2 separate regions of the Zea mays genome follow, and region 1 is linked to region 2. A link is a contact called in public Hi-C data. All regions are on one chromosome and are shown on one strand. The core of a region is the stretch at or near the end of the contact, and the rest is flanking DNA. Distances in the headings are between cores, read along the strand shown. Region 1 holds the start of LOC100280261. Region 2 has its middle 97 kb from the start of LOC100382215.

What was found. A called contact is a pair of places that touch in the nucleus more often than the background predicts.
Region 1: a Hi-C map of ear shows a contact between it and region 2, with 3 times the contacts expected there. The contact joins the promoter of LOC100280261 here to the enhancer-like site in region 2. A contact is called at or near these places in 3 of 25 Hi-C or Micro-C datasets (ear, leaf and tassel).

What each region holds. Positions count from the first base shown.
Region 1 is chr5:31,183,078-31,186,629 of Zm-B73-REFERENCE-NAM-5.0, reverse strand. It overlaps LOC100280261, which reads right to left and starts at 2,133. Exons shown (of 9, transcript NM_001153189.1): 1 at 2,021-2,133; 2 at 1,032-1,488. The coding sequence starts at 2,080.
Region 2 is chr5:30,992,897-30,996,657 of Zm-B73-REFERENCE-NAM-5.0, reverse strand. No RefSeq gene overlaps it. Among protein-coding and RNA genes, the nearest start is that of LOC100382215, 97 kb to the right of the region's middle. Within about 2 kb of position 1,682, at least 4 of the 20 cell types and tissues checked have an H3K27ac peak or open chromatin away from gene starts, as enhancers often do. A contact at or near this core is called in ear, where this site is marked.

The DNA.
Region 1 (3,552 bases), core at 884-3,383, 190 kb before region 2:
ATAAAGAAGACCACCATATAACCACGTGGTACGGATTTATAGAGTGGGGTTTATCTGTCCGGACGGAGATAGTGATTCGGCGGTTACAAGTACGTGTACGTGGTGGCCGGCAGTGCACGCGATCTGCTTTTAATTCCCTTCTGTTGTGTGGAAGCTGTAGGCATGCTGCATGCAGCAACTGAGCAGCTTGGCTTTCCAATGGTCCCCGGATTTGCTCGTCCTTACTAATCGGCCAGTACTGGCCGACTCAGCTGGTCAGTAAAAATCCTTCGAAAGGTCTTTGTCTTTGTTGCATGCAGGCACTAGACTGGAACGTGACAACCGAACTCTGGATGTCGATCGATGTCGGGACCATGCCAAAGCCATGTTAGTCTCGCATAGAGTATTTGGTATTATTCATGATAGCAAATAAATGTCATCAGATTCATTATAGGATATATTTGATGCTGTATATTTATTTGGTGCTTTAAATATTGATGCTCTTTTACATAAAAATCTGGTCGTATTTTAGGGGCTGTTTCGTTGCCACCTACTAAACTTTAGTGTACCCTAAAATACCAAATGGGGTGACTAAAATAGATCTTTCAAATACGATTTCTACGGACTAAAGGAGATGTTTGAATGTATTAAAGCTAATAGTTAGCTGCTAAAATTAGCTAAAGACATTCAAACTGGCTAAATAATAATTCAGCTATTAGCTAATTTGTATATTGCATTCAAACACTCCTTAAAGTTTAATGAGGGTGACTAAAAAGAACCCGACAAACCTCTTAGACGGTGGACTAAGGACTTGAAGTGTTCACCCTTTTTCAGGATGGAGGTAGTTCGAAGTCTGTAATTCAAAATATAATGGTTTAAACCTATTTGTTTCACTCAGAATGCAAATGAGATAAATTGACTCCGTCGTGGTACGTGTACGATAGCTAAGCTTGAGGTCGAGGACACCTTGCATATGACTGATTAGTGGCAGCTAGCAGGTCGTCGATTTGGCCGGCGTATTAATTACTATTGAAATGAAGCTTTCTGCTTACAGGTGATTGGCTCGGTGACGATGGAGGCGTGGTGGTGGGAGTGGTAGCGGGAGTAGAGGAAGTGGTGGTGCAGCGCGCGGTGCAGCCAGTAGTAGACGAGCTCGACGGGGCCGGCGTGCAGCAGCGCGATGAGCGCGGCGCCGTCCGCGCGCCACAGCGGCAGGTGCTGGCCCCCCGGCAGGTAGGTGGAGCCCAGGTACAGGAGGATGCCGCTGAGCAGGATCTGGTCGTCCCAGTTGCGCTCGCGGTCCACCTGCTCGAACTCGATGCCGCGGTCCACGACCTGCCGCCGGCCGCGCGCGCTCTGCAGGCGGGACGCCGTGATCCACGCCTGGTTGTGCAGCGCCCGGAGGAGCAGCGACGGGAGGATGGCCACGTACCCCAGGTCGGCCGCCCTCCACCCCTTGGTCGCCGCTAGGTAGCCGCCGTGCGCCACCCACGGCGCCAGCAGCAGGTACTGCGTGCATGCACACACACACACACACACACGAGCGTACGTCATCAGCCACCATGACAACGATTGGCACACAGCACACACTGCTCGACCGAGACCTCGACCTTGATCTGTAGGCTAGCGAATTGACTCCATGAATTCTCAGGAAGTAAAAACAAAAGACAAAAGAACTGTAGGAGAGTCGATCAGCCATGCACACGCGACCTATCAAATTAATGAACTTTTGGTGGCTTCCTTCCATGCTCATGGGTCGGCCGGAACATGAGATGCACAGGAGCATAAGACTCATGCACAGATGGTCTCACGGCTGCCGGTGCATGCATGTATGTATAGCAAGTCCATGCGTGCATGCATGTTCCGACACTGCGCGCTCATGGCCATATACCGTGCGCCCAAGATTGCCATGGCATGGCACGCCGCCGGTGAGCAGAAGACGACTTGCTAATTTTCCTTCACCTTCTCCCCCGCTCTGTGCCATGGACGTACGCACGCAGGTTATTGAGACGGGGCCCCGGGGCCGGGAGGCGGGAGCTACCTTGAAGTTGCCGAGCTTCTTCCACGGCCACTCGGTGAAGAGGCCGGGGTTCGTCGCCATTGTTGCGAGCTACACCCGCAACTGCTTGCTTGTGATTTTTTTGTGAACTCTGGTGAACTACCAACTGATCTCGTCCTAGCCTTGGACTGGCTGAATTTATAGAGCTGCTCGCGCGCGTGTATATAGCCGGGGGAGAGAACTGTGCGGCTCTGCCCCGCTGGAAAGGTACAGTAACCTTCGGCCCATCAATTCTCTATTGCATGCGGCCCTCCTCGATGCTTCAGTCTAAGAGTATCTCCAAAAAAATCTTTATTTTTAGCCTTCTATTTTACTTTTATTTTTTTTTATAAATATTGCAATTTATATGTAGCATCTCATGAAGGGCTTATTTAGCAGTAATCCCCTCTATTTCTTTGCTGTCAAACATGGGAAACACACTCAATACGTATCCGAGAATAGAATCTTAGAGGAGATTTAAGTTTTTAAACTAGTCGTACTAAAAATCAAAATCGGGGAAAAAAACCAAAGAGAATTCAGTCTCGTATCGTATCAGTACAATCATTCGACTTCTTCCTTAGGTTGGCCGTTGGCATCGGTTGTACGTGGTGTGGTGTGGCGTGGGCGCGCAACGTGTCCTACTACTGTACGTACGTGACGCGTCGGCAAGACAATGACGCCAACAAAGACTTGCGTTGCACACTGCAATGTCATTGGCGTCCGGCCTTTGAGAGTTTGGTGTGTGTGTTGTAGTTGTGTTGTAGGACCATGTAAAGAGAGAGAGGGGGCTATGAAATGAGCATCCATGTGAATGCATGTATATCACGTAAATATGGTCATACAAAGAGCGACGAGGCGTTAAAAACGGATTCGAGGTGAGGCAAAAAAAAGAAGTATTTGCAGTTACTCACTGACACTAGTACACATAAGCTTTATAGTGACGGTCCTAGAGCTATTTACACTGGCTTATTTTTACTGACGTTTTTCTTAAAGAAACCGACAGTGAAAATATCATATCCACTGTCGGCTTTCTTTATTTGGCCGCCAGCGAAAGTTTTCCTTTTTTTTTAAATTTTCAAATAAAACTAAATTATAATATATATATATATATATATATATATATATATATATATATATATATATATATATATATATATATATATATATATATATATATATATATATATATATATATATATATGGTAGGTATATTAGGAGCCCTTAGCTTCAAATAGTTAGAGCAAGCCCTAGACGACCACCCCTGCGACCTGGTCCAGACCGGCGCTGAGAGCACCTAGAGGGGGGGTGAATAGGTGATCCTGTAAAAACTTGATATTTAACTCACAAAACTAGATTAGGAGTTAGCACAAATAATGCCAAGTGACTAGAGAGGAGTCTTAGCAAAGCACAATAATCACAAGAAGATCAACACAGATAGATACAGTGGTTTATCCCGTGGTTCGGCCAAGTCCAACACTTGCCTACTCCACGTTGTGGCGTCCCAACGGACGAGGGTTGCAATCAACCCCTCTTAA
Region 2 (3,761 bases), core at 433-2,932:
ATAACCCGAAGATGATGCGAACAGAAGCCGAAGCTATGACTGAAGGAGCTTCGACTTAGTATTATGATGAAGGCGAAGGACGATACCGACTTAAGGAGGAATAGACTATCTAGTCCTTAATAGTTCGCATTATGATTACAATTAGTAATCAGGGACATGAATGTAATTTTGTCCGGGTTATATCCATGCCTATAAATAGATGAATAGTACTCCCGTACTGTTCACGCTGGATTGTAATCGCTCATACGTCACTCTCTCATCCTCACCCTCTGGCAAGTCGAAGGTATAAATGTAATACAAATATTATTGATGTTTATCAATGTTTATAAAATGAGAATATAAATAGCTTACTGATTTATAATCATTATTTATACTGTTTTGTATTTCATGTACTTTTATTTATATTTATTCACTGAGATGATGAAGGTACGACCTTCATGACCTTCGTTTGAAAACCATTATATCCAAAACGAGATAATGTTTCAGAGGACGAATGTCTCTAATTATTGACAATTGTGTTGTCTTGTTCTTCATGTATAACATTTGAGAACAAGGACCAACAGACACACTCTTCTGTTGATTAGCTAAACAAAGTACAAAGTAGATTGATGACACAACTTTCAAAATCTTTTCCATGTTAGTCCACCATTTATTTGTTGTCAAACAATCATATGTGAAGTCATGATCTTCTTCACCAGCCCACTTACAGTTCTCCCAATCAGCTGATCAGGTGATGCCATCCACAACTTAAATTTATCTTTTCTGTCCAAAAAACTCTGCAGGAAAATAAAAACAGTACCGAACCTAGTTGTGTTCCACCAAACTAGCTCTCCACCAATTTTCTCTCGCATCATAGCATGTAACCTACAATAAAAATAACAATAAATTATGAAAAGCAGCAATGGATATGAATTATGACAAAACAACAATGAAATATGACAAAACAGAATTGAACTATCACCTATTATGATTATAGAAGAATCTACAAATTCTCGTTGCACTATTCACTACTTCTGCAACATTAGGAAATCGTCCTATATCCTTGAACATTAAATTTATGGTATGTGATATATGGATATTTTGTTGTGAAGTCTTGACAGATCATTTCATAGTTTGAGCCATTATCAGTGATGATCTGAACAACATGCTTATCCCAATATCAGCAACCACATTAGAAATAATTCCATAGATATAATCAAAATTTTAAATTAGACCAGTTGCATTTACTGACTCGTGGAAGAACATGCGCCCATTGTAAAAGATCATAAAATTAATAATGGATATCATGGTAGGACCTGTACAATCATGACATAGAAAACAAAAGTAAGGTCATTATGAAAGCAATTATCATGTCAATCAAGCACCACATCAGCACCACTAGAAGATGTGTTGGCATCAGCCATGGTCTTTCCTTTCTCTACATGAGTAACAACACAACGCTCAATAGGATGGTCAACCACGTGCACTTCATCTTCGCTGTCCAGGGACAGTGCCTACTCCTTCACCTAGCTCGTCGTTGTCCGACGCTTGCTGCTAGCCTCCCTTGCGCAGCAGACAGTAGAATAGATCACCAAGTGAAATGCAGCAAGCTATACAAGAAATACAGTAGTGTTGTATGCCTGTACCTGTCTTGTGGAGGGCGCACGTGAAGAACTAGTGCAGGCGTGCAGCAGGCCAACAGCACATCCGTACAAGGAGGAGCTGCACGGAAGTACAAATGCAGCAGCACAGCCGCACAGGGAGAAGCTCTGAAGCTGGACGGCGCCGCGGCGGCTGGCTGGTGAAGGAGCAGGTGACGGCTGTAGATGATTTAGGGTTCCATTTTTATATATGAGTAGTGTTTTGGGCCTTTTATTCACAACCTAAATACATACGAACATGATTAGACCGGCTGAATTCAAAGAGATGAAAATTTTGAGCGGGAAGGAAAAAAACCGGACTCTACCGGTAACCGCGATTTTCGATTTTCTTTTGATAATCGCGATTTTCGGTTTTCTCGGAAATTTCTCGCCGATAAATTTTTTCCCTCAGATCCTTCAACTGAGTCTGAGCTTGAACCATTTGTCGGGCTCGTTGCCTCTAACATTCAGGAACTTTTCCAGACTCTTCTCACTCGACCTGTCAAACTGTAGCCGGCCTGACTGGACAAGCACACGACCTTCTTACCACCACCACGCTGTTTCGTTCCCCGAAATTGAGATCCTCGCCCTTTCCTCCAACGACATCACCGGCACCATGCCGACATTACTCTGTAGTGGCGTAGTGCTAGCTTCCTCAAGATCCTAGACCTGTCAAACAACGCCCTACTATACACGGAGATCTCCCAGACTCTAGACTGCTCATGGATCTGTCCAGCAACTCTTTCAACAGCGTAGGCGTAGCTCCGTCGTCCAGCTCATCTAGCCCCACGCTCTGGTCTCTACACCTAGCCAACAACCATTTCGAAGGCAACCTTCCCTTGATCACCAGAAACTGTTATGAGCTCATAACGCTAGATCTTGGCGGCAACGGTTTCACCGGCGAAATACCTGGTTGGATTGCCTACAGCATGCCGCAGCTCACATTCCTTCGCCTGTCGTCGAACATGCTCAGTGGAAGTATACCCCATTACCCCAGCAGATTTTCCAGTTCACCCAGCTTCAGCTACTAGATCTATCACACAACAGGCTCACCGGTCCCATACCTGTCGACTTCGCGAATTTTACCGGCATGGCACAGCAGCAGGAACATGGGGAGGAGATCGTTTATTTCTTCGCGTGCTCCGAGCAGCTCCAGGCTCCAGCTAGTCTGGATTCTGGAAGAACGAGAACTATGCGTACAGCAAGATGATAGCATCCATCATGGCTATTGACTTGTCGTGCAATTTGCTCTCGCAAACGATTCCTGAAGGGCTCACGAGTCACGAACCTCCGTGGACTCAGGTACCTGAACTTGTCAAGAAACCACCTCCTCCCAGGTGATATCCCCGGAGACAATGGAAACTTGGCGCTGCTGGAATCCCTGGACCTATCGTTGAATCAACTGGAAGGGGAGACTCCTCCGGGCTTTGCAGACCTGAAAGCTCTTAGCCCTCTGAACCTTCCGAACAATCGGCTGTCGGGAAGGATACCGGCAGATGATCAGCTGCGGACGCTGGTTGACCCATCAATCTACGGCAACAACTTGGGGCCATGCGGTTTCCCTTTGCAAGAATGTGCAGATGCAGCGAGGCACAATGACGAGAAAAGCCAAGACGACGACGACAACAGAGAGGTGCTGTGTGGTTATGTTGCTTTGTGGTTGCTGGATGTATCTTCGGATTCTGGCTGTCCTGGTGTGTCCTATTTTGCAACAGACCATGGAGGTATGCGCTCTATCACTGTGTCGACAACGTGGTACACAAGGTTGCAAGGGAGGTTCCATGTTTTTTTTTCTGAAGCAAAACTTGCAGCACAATCCACTTCCGTGTATAGTTGCCTATGGTATTTCTCCTATAGTGTTTGTAACCAAGAAAGTGCTAATACATCAGCCCCCAGTTGCTACAGTGTTTCAAAACGTATACAGACCATTCATTTAGTTAGATTTGCCTTAAATTATAGTAAGGTATATACTTGATTGCTTAACGATATATATATATATATATATATATATATATATATATATATATATATATATATATATATATATATATATATATATATATATATATATATATATAGAGAGAGAGAGCAGGTATAACGGGAGTCCTGGGCTTCTAATAGTTAAAGGAAGTTCAGGTCGAT